Regions from separate parts of the Sus scrofa genome. Here region 2 is linked to region 1. A link is a contact called in public Hi-C data. All regions are on one chromosome and are shown on one strand. Each heading gives the region's core, a stretch centred on a gene start, on an enhancer-like site or on the middle of the called end of the contact. The rest is flanking DNA. Distances are from core to core; before and after follow the strand shown. Region 1 has its middle 120 kb from the start of MMD. Region 2 has its middle 16 kb from the start of TMEM100.

Region 1 (4,683 bases), core at 604-3,103:
AGAATAATGTGAGAAAAAGAATATATATACATATATGTATGACTGGGTCACTTTGCTGTATAGCAGAAATTGACAGAACATTGTAAATCAACTATAATGGAAAAAATTAAAATCTTACAGAAAATAAATTAATCTAAAAAAAATAAAATAAAAGTAAGTTTGACTCCAGGAAGAAGGAGCCAAGAAGAGTGTGAATATGACTAGAGTAGGGAGAAGGGTACCTATTCCCACACAGCCCCACTGGCTGGGAGTCTGTCACCAGGGCCAGGGGCAGGAAGGCCAGGAACTGATGCAGCTGTTCTTTCATGACAGCGACATTCTAAGCAAGAAATGAAGCACAGAAGCTGCCTGAATTGTTCTCAGAAAGCTTTGTGAGACTCTGAATACAGGTAGGGCTACTTCACACCCCAGGTGCTATGGTCCCACCCAGCTAAGAAGAAAGCCTTCTTTCCTCCTTCCAGAACCGAGTAGTGCCCACACCCCTGAGAATACAGGTGAGCACTCTGGAGCTCACCTATGCAGCTACAGCAGTGCTGAGGCTTCATTTTGAGAGCAGCACACATGGCCAGCTAGGGTGGGAGCAGAAGAAAAAAAACATGCAAAAGTAACACTCCTCAGGAACTAACAGAAGCAGAAATAGGGTAAGAGGTGCAGAGTTCTGGGGTGGGGACATGGGAGAAACACGGTCATTAAAATGATATTCTGTTTTCATAGGCTTGGGAGTTCCTTGGCATCTGACTGACATTTGTTATTTTGTTGTGTTCTCACAATAACCATGAGGGATTGTTGTTCCTGTTTCAAAGATGAGGCCACTGAGCCCCACTGGGGTTAATCAGCTTGTCAGTTACACATGTAAAGTTAAGAGGTAACACCCAACCCAGATCTTCAAGGCCTGCACTTTCTCCCACTAGAGTAGCCCATTCCAATTCCAGTTTCAAAGCAGCAAATCAGAACTCAGGAGGCTATAAGAAGATGCCCAAAGAATTTTTAAAAAGAATGAGAAGGAGTTCCCTGTGGCCTAGCAGTTAAGGATTTTGCATTGTCACTTCTGTGGCGCAGGGTTCCATTCCTGTGCCAGATGGTTTCACAGGCCTGGCCAAAATAAATAAATTAATTAAAAAGATGTTAAAGCCACAATTTTCCCATGAAAGAGAATAGCGGAAAACAATAAACAGTGGAACTCAAGATCATTGGAGGCCATAAAAATGGGCAAACAGCCGCCAATACACTCACGTACTTGAGGAAAGCTATCCTGTTCTTATAATGGTGTGATGAGATTGCAATCAGCCCTGAGTCACCAAGTAAAATTTAAGTTTCATCTCTTACCTTTATGGTACCAATAAAAATTATGAAGAATTGAGGAAAGATTTTTAACTGGTAATTCATATCAAAGGTTTGGTGCCGGAGTAGATATATTCATTCAACAGCATTTTATTGAGCATCTAATATGTGAAGTATGCTCAGGCAGTATTCTAGGTACTGGGGATGCAGTAGGAAACAACACCATTGGGGATACAATAGGAAATAACACAGAGCAAAATCCTTGACCTAATAGAGCTTTCAGTGAATCTTGTATAAAATTTCTAAGTGTCAGATAAATAAATTGTTTTTTACCCTGCTTTCACTATTAATTTGTACTCATCTCTACACCTTGTAAGTCTGAGCTAAACCATTTGTAAACTAGGCAATGTGTCTTTCCTCTCCTGTTAGGCCATAAATCATGTCCTCCATTCTTGCAACAGCCACCACAGCACTTAGCTCCTCCTAGGGCCCCACACACAGTCTGAACTCAATCAGCATGGTTGTGCTGGGCTCCACGACAGTTACAAAAGAGGAGAGATCATGTTCCACCAAGTCACATCCAGGATTCAGAAACCCAGAGCCCATTTGGATCAAGAGAGGAACGTTTACAGAGGGACCAGTGCCCAGGCTTGTCTCCAGCTAACACGTGGGAAAGTTACATAACTGCCCTTTCTCAATCACTTCCCCAACTAGGCTTTAGTTGAAAGGTCAAAGGTTCACCTTGCCTTTGCAAAGCCACCTCTGCCTTAGAATTGCCTCCTGCCATTGGAGTAAATGAAGTAAAAAAGGAGTAAATAAAGATGCTGAGTTCACGTTGGAACTGTTCCTTCAGGTTCACTGAGCTCTCAGCTTAGAGTCAAGGTCTCACTTTCTTCCCTGAGACCTGCCTCTTCCCTTGTCCAGCTGCCAGAGAAACAGACTGCTCCTGCCAGATTTCAGAAACTGCCGTCTTTGAATGGTGCAAAAAGTCAGACTGTGTTTTGGTACAAGCTTGAGAAAGCTCTGGGGATCCTGCTTAGGAGGAGATCAGCCAAAACAAAACGTTAGGAGGGAGGGAGAGGGGAGGCTCTTTGATCCAATATCAAATCCCACCACTGACGCCTTTGAACTAGGGCGATGGAATGAAGTTCTCCCATCCTGAGCTGTGTGAATTGGATTCCATGTACCTTCTGCCTTTCAGAATTAGATGCACAGCAGGGGAATGAATGGCAAGCGTGTGGGCAGTATTTTCTGAACTGGCTGAGTTAGTGAAGCAGTTGGAGGGGGCAGGTAAGGGGGATTTAGAAACGGGGGTCTGAGCAAGGAGACTCTCCACCCACCTCTTTGTAGTGCTGATAAGAACCATATTGTTTGGGAGGTGGAGAAAGGAGGAGGGCTCCCTGTTTCCAAGGCTTTGCACTCTTTGCCTTAGAGTCAGTGGGGAGCCTTTGAAGAAAGATTCCCCCACCCCATTCCCCACCCAGGGCCTGGGGAAGGACTTGGGACAGATCAATGTGCTGGAAACAGTTACAGCCCAGTTGCTGTTTGGCTCTCCACTTCCAGGGAAATGAGAGCTGTGTTTTTGATTACTTTGCTCTTATCACATCAGGCTGTTCTCTATTAGAAGCAGTTTCATTTCCAAGAAACCTGTTTTGCTTCTCCTCCCTTGTGGTCTTCTGGGGCCCTGCCTCCTCTCTGTCCCCACCTCCTCCCTCACCAGGTCACCCCTCACCCCATCTACTACTGCATCATCTCCTTGTCTATCAAGGAAATAAGCTGATACTTGGCCCCAGCTAATACCAGATCCAGAAAACAGAAAGATTAAAGTTCCATCAGTGGCTGCAGCTGATGGAGAAATATCACACCCCCCCTTGCCTTCTATGGGTTACTACCTTCTGTCTATGTTGTTAAAGGGACAGACAACAGACCTCTGTCCATTTTGTCAAAAGCCAGCAACTTGGTAGAAGAGGTCACTGTGTTTGCAAGTGTGACTCCTTCTGAGATTCCTGGTGGCCTCCAGTTTGAGTGACCTGTTTGTTTCAGGGTTTGTTTTGGTTTGGGCCATGCCTGCAGCATGCAGAAGTTCTCCAGGCCAGAGATCAAACCCCCCACGACAGCAAGAGGCTAGAGCCACAGCAGTGACAACCTCTGATCCTTAACCCACTGACAGTTTGAAAGGAGGATTAAAGCAAGACATCTGGTGTGTCCAGCAGCCACACTCCAGTGCTTTCTACCTCAGAACGCACGAAACACTGAGCATCCTCTACTGATCCACACATTCCACCAGGACCCAGGGCTATTCTTCGCCAACGAGGATTGACTCAATGGAGGTGGCCTGTTTCTTGCTCAAGTGTCACTCAGGGAGACCTGGGGAGCTGCCTGTGCCTCCCTGCAAATTCCTCTCACATGTACTTCCTTCTACTTCTATTCCTGCTTTCTGTCTCTCTCACATTTCTACTCCCTGCAACACTTTTCCTATTCCCCCATCTCCTCCTAGAATCTCACTCATGATGACAATGGTTGAAAGGCTTACTAATCCCTCCCTCACCAGTGAAAGAAATTCTTTCATACAGAGTCCTCTGAGGTCTTCCTGCCCTTAAGCTTTATAGAGAATACCACATCAACTCCACTGTCTTTTATGCCTTCGCTATAGAATCCTGAAGTCAACCTCCAATTTTCTGTGCATTTATCAAGAGGTAGATCCTTCTAATCAACCTGGATCTCAAATCCTGCTTCCACTGCTATTGCTCTTGCCATTCTACTTATTTCTATACCAAGGTCACCCAGATAAGAACCTGGTACCTTCCTTGGTTAAAAAAAAAAAAAAAAAAAAAGCAGCAGCTCCCACCAGGTGCACATGCATAAGTAGATGGAGAGGTTTCTATTAGAGCAACACACACAACTTCAAATCATATATGAAGATCCTTTTCCATGAAAGAGTCCAGCCCTACTCAGAGATGTTTCATAGACTCCCGGACTCCACAAGGCCCCAGCTTCATCCCCTCTCCAATGCCCTCTTCTCCCTTCCATCTCCCTTCTCATCACCTCCTTGCTAGGTCAATATTCGTCATTTCAAAAGGGCCATCCTTTCTTAAAGACTCACCTTCCTTAAACAGAAGTCAAAGGATTATTTTTTAGTGTTTAATTATAAAACATTTCAAACATCTAGAAAAATACAGAAAATAATACCACTGATAACATTTCTAGATTTAGGTGTTGAAATGTTGCCATTTTTGTTTCAGTCCACTCTCTTTCTGAAATAAAATGTTCCCAATGCAGCTGAAAGCCCAGGCCCATCCCTTTCCTTCCCTCCCACCCTCCCTAAAGTTAAACGATATTCAAGAGTTGTTACATCATTCTCTTGCATATTTTTGTACTTTTATTGTATATGAACGTTTCTAC
Region 2 (4,683 bases), core at 926-3,425, 160 kb before region 1:
GTAAATAAGACAAAGACAAATATCATGTGATATCCCTTACATGTGTAATCTAATAAAATGATATGAAAGAACTTATTTATAAAACAGAAACAAACTCTCAGATTTCAAAATCAGTCTTATGTTTACCATAGGGGAAACCATGGGTGTGGGGTGTGGGTGGGAGGAATTAGGATGATGGGAATAATATATACACACTACTGTATAAAATAAATAATTAAGGAGTTCCCGTCGTGGTGCAGTGGTTAACGAATCCGACTAGGAACCATGAGGTTGCGGGTTCGATCCCTGGCCTTGCTCAGTGGGTTAACAATCCGGCGTTGCTGTGAGCTGTGGCGTAGGCTGCAGACACAGCTCAGATCCTGCGTTGCTCTGGCTCTGGTGTAGGCCAGCGGCTACAGCTCTGATTAAACCCCTAGCCTGGGAACCTCCATATGTCGTGGGAGCGGCCCAAGAAATGGCAAAAAGACAAAAATAAATAAATAAATAAATAAAATAAAATAAATAATTAAGAACCTACTGTATAGCTCAGGGAAATCTACTCAATCATTTGTAATAACCTACATGGGAAAAAAGGAATGGATATGTATCACTGAATCACTTTGCTGAAAGTAATCCAACATTGTAAATCAACTCTACCCCAATATAAAATGAAACTTACATTGAAAAATAAATAATACATAGATTAAAATGAATTAGGCAGATTGGTATGTAGAAATATAAATATCAATTTGGAGGGTGCCTACAATATGCTATGTGCAAAGGCAAGTTTTCAGCTAGTATTTATCATCCAGTGCCATTCTTACAGAATAAACTAGAAGTGCATTTGAGCTCATTTAAGTAAAGAAAAATTATAGGCGAATACATGGTGAGTCATTAAGTATGTGCATACTTACTCCAAAGAAAAAGAGGCAATTTTTCTTTAGATTCCTCTGTATTGTTTGAAATATTATAATAAGCAATAATTAAAAGGATATAGAATGGTGGGAATAAAATCGTACTTGGAGAGATACTACAAATGAAAATAAAGCACTTATTAGTGAGTCAGTTATGTGGTAATGTTAGGAAATTGCTGACACTTGCCAGCTCCCTTCCCAGACGAAGTTCCTCTCTGTTCTCTCATTCAGTTGTCCATTCATTTACCCAATATTTACTGAACACTCACATCAAGATATTGGAAATTTAAGCAGTGGAGGAAAAAAAAATTGATTGAATTAAGTCAGACTCAGGTATTCAGGCATAATCCTACAAAAAGAGTAAAAACCTACAGGGCCAACTTCCCAATCTATGTTTTAACTCATATATTTGGATTCCAGTACCTCTGATATAAAGACCGATTGGGAACATACTGTCTATGGTAATTCGAAATATAGACTTACAAGAGAATTGAGTGTAAAAGTCACAGCAGTACAACAGTCTATTAGTTTACCCTTCCTTTCTAAGTTAATCACACGTGTTCATAGGACATAGCCTTATGTGTGTTTTGGTCTCGTTGCATTAGTTGTGGTACAAACATTGGGATATTAATGAATCAGTAATAATTGAGACTATTCACTGGGGAGGCAGCCACGACCTAAAAATATCTTTACCTAGGAACCCTGAATAGCAGTAGAGATAACCCAGGCAAGGGGCGTTGAGAAAGCCCTTTGTGCTGTTTTAACAGGGAACAGACCATCCAGCATGAGTCACTGTGGATCTGACACTCAGCGCCCTTGGGTTCTCAAGCATTTTCATCGGGAAGTATAGGCCACGTCCAAAAAAAATAGAATTACACTTTTGCTCCATCTCAGCCTCCTATTGAGAAAAGCAAACACAGATGATTTTCCATTTCAAGTTCAAATACAGAGTGGATGGCTTTTTGTTTTGCTTGATGGGGGTAGTTAATGAGAGTTCAGAGACTGGCAGCCTGCCAGACAGAAATCAGTTGTGATCACATTGTCGTATGAACCCAGAAAAAGAAACAGAAAAGAAGGGCGGGGTGGAGCCAGAAAAACGGAAGGTTTGAAGAAGGTGTGACTGTGATCACCAGTGTGGTGAGTGTGTAGCACATACTGCCTTTTTACAGAGAACAGCTAGTCCAGAGAGAAAAGGGACATTTGGACGTAAGGTTTGTGTTGCTTGCTTCCCTTCTCTGCAGCTAGACTCTATAATAAAAGTGCTTGCATCAGAGGAAGGCTGACAACACATTTTAGCGCTTTCACAGTTCTAACTTAATCATGGCAGGAAGCTTTCCTGCCACTGGGAGAACAAGTTGCGTCACTAGGAACATCTGACTCCAGGATCCAGTGTCAATACTTTGCCTAAGGTCATTAAAAAATACTAGGGTGTCACCTTACAACATAAAGGCTTTTGCCGGAATGACAATTAAGAGGAAACACATAGCATGATAAATAATTGAACAGGTGGATTAAAGAAATGTCTTTCTTGTGCAAAATGAGACGGGTGATTGACAGTTTGTAAATCCAGCCTCTTTGGCCATCTTCCGCCACAGCCTGGACTTCTAACCAGTCAGACCGTTCTATTTTTTCAGTTTGCCTTTCTTGGTGGTTCAAGGAGTCCCTAGCCTCATGGCATCAGACAAGCTGTAGAGAAAGGCAACACCTCAGGAGAAGTTCCTGAGAGCAGCTATCAAGGGCCTCCAGCCAGTGGCAGGTTGCTGGGACTCAGCCACTTAGCAGAATAATTTTTTGAGTGCAATTTGTGCAGGACAAGCTCTGCTGTGGATCACATTGCAAGTCCATCTGCTGGTATGATTTCAGATATGCCTGGTTTGACTCGCTGGTACCAAAACACCTGTGAAGTACAATTTGAACATCACCTTTCATATAAGGTCTCACATTTGCCTATTAGGTTTGTTTTCCTCCCAAATCAACAGTAGAGTTTAATTCTCCAAAAAGAGGATGCAGGGTGCTGATTTACCTTAGTAGCCACATCAGACTAGAGAGATTTTGTATCCCTGACTTGGTAACTGCCCATCAAGAGATGCTCATTCAATAGAGGAAAAACAAGAGAGGGAAGGAATGAAGAGAAAAAAGAACATAGCTATTTTTGCAAACAAGCCATCATCCTGGTTTCTATTTGCAGTTCAGTGGCAGTATTTGAATCCTGGAGCCGGGAACTCCTGCTACCATGGCATATTCTTAAGTAGTTACGAAAGGAGTCTAAGCATTTGGACTGGCAATGTGCAGGGTTCCTGGGCCACTTGGTGGATAGTACTTGGGATTCACCAAGCAGACAGATTCCTGTTTCACCAGCCAGGTCAGGGAAAGAAGACGAGATAAGTTAGGAAAATGAGAAAGACAGAGGTAGCAAATTTCCATTTTCTAAAACGGAAACATTAATCATGCTAGAATTGTGTGGAAGCAGAATTTGAAGACAAAATATATTTAAAGAAAAACAAAGTTACAAGGAAATTTCAAACACATTCTAAAACAAAAGAAGGTGGTGTAATGAACCCAGCAACCCATCACCAAATTTCAATAATCATCAACTCATGGCCCATTATGATTCATATGTACACCTCTCCCAGCACCCATTTACCACCTGATTAGTTTGAAGTAAATCCCAAACAACATGCAACAGATGATTTAAAAGGCAAAGTTGGAGTTCCTGTCGTGGCGCACCAGAAACGAATCCAACTGGGAAACATGAGGTTGCAGGTTCGATCCCTGGCCTTGATCAGTGGGTTAAGGATCTGGCATTGCCATCAGCTGTGGTGTAGGTTGCAGATGTGACACGGATCTGGCGTTGCTGTGGCTGTGGTATAGGCTGGTGGCTACAGCTCCAATTAGACCCCTGGCCCGAAAACCTCCATATGCCATAGGTGTGGCCCTAAAAAGACAAAAAGACAAAAAAAAAAAAAAGTAAAAGGCAGACTCTTATAAGGTTTAGGACTTGGTTAATGAGTGGTTAATGAGTTAATTGCTATAGAAAACCAATTAGGATAATTCACTTTGGATAGACAGGCTAAGGAATATTTAGGCAAACTTTGCTTGAACTACCATACTAATGAAAAATTGGTTTCACATTAGTTTTGTAAAACTTTTCTTAGTTGTGCTGTCTGATGGCAGGTAAACAGCAGAACTACAGTCTTGCAGGAGGTGGCACTTAGGAGGAATAAAGGTGGAATGTAACTGAGAAGGGTCCCGACCCCAGGAAAGGGTACAAAATGCAGTTTGAAATTAAAGGCGGCGGGGGGGAGATGGAGGAATACAGAGATCAGAGGGTTTCTGCCAGTTACTAGGGTTATGACACGGTCTTCAGCCAAAGCTGTTCTTTGATCTTCATCCTTCAGACCTTATTATTAATCTCCCCAGAGGGCTGCCCTTTCCCTCCTCACACACCCAATCCAATCTGGAATCACAAAAGGGCAAGGAAGGTTGGGGGCGAGCATCTGAAAGTATCAACTTCCCTGGGCTGCTCGATAGCTCTGCCTTCTAGTCTCTACTTTCTTATCTACTTAAAGCAGAGAAGTTGGGGACAAGATATTCAAAATACACTGGAAGCCCATTTGCAGTGTGTGCAATATATGAAAATACAGATCTAGCAAAGACATAAATTATGATGTTTGAGAAGTTTTTGTTGTAATTGGGTAAGGATTAATCATGGGGTTAATCTTTGCAGCATCTCACTTTCCCCCATACATTTAACTATATCTTGATCAATGAAACCAAAATTATATATTTC

Evidence for each region. A called contact is a pair of places that touch in the nucleus more often than the background predicts.
Region 2: a contact with region 1 is called in a Hi-C map of skeletal muscle, with 5 times the contacts expected there. The contact joins two enhancer-like sites. A contact is called at or near these places in 8 of 47 Hi-C or Micro-C datasets (embryonic fibroblasts, heart right ventricle, liver and 4 more) and 1 of 2 datasets of contacts at active chromatin or transcription factors (skeletal muscle).

The regions. Positions count from the first base shown.
Region 1 is chr12:31,838,866-31,843,548 of Sscrofa11.1, reverse strand. No RefSeq gene overlaps it. Among named protein-coding and RNA genes, the nearest start is that of MMD, 120 kb to the right of the region's middle. Within about 2 kb of position 1,853, at least 24 of the 83 cell types and tissues checked have an H3K27ac peak or open chromatin away from gene starts, as enhancers often do. A contact at or near this core is called in liver, retroperitoneal adipose tissue, skeletal muscle and 1 more, where this site is marked.
Region 2 is chr12:31,995,448-32,000,130 of Sscrofa11.1, reverse strand. No RefSeq gene overlaps it. Among named protein-coding and RNA genes, the nearest start is that of TMEM100, 16 kb to the left of the region's middle. Within about 2 kb of position 2,175, at least 6 of the 83 cell types and tissues checked have an H3K27ac peak or open chromatin away from gene starts, as enhancers often do. A contact at or near this core is called in liver, retroperitoneal adipose tissue, skeletal muscle and 1 more, where this site is marked.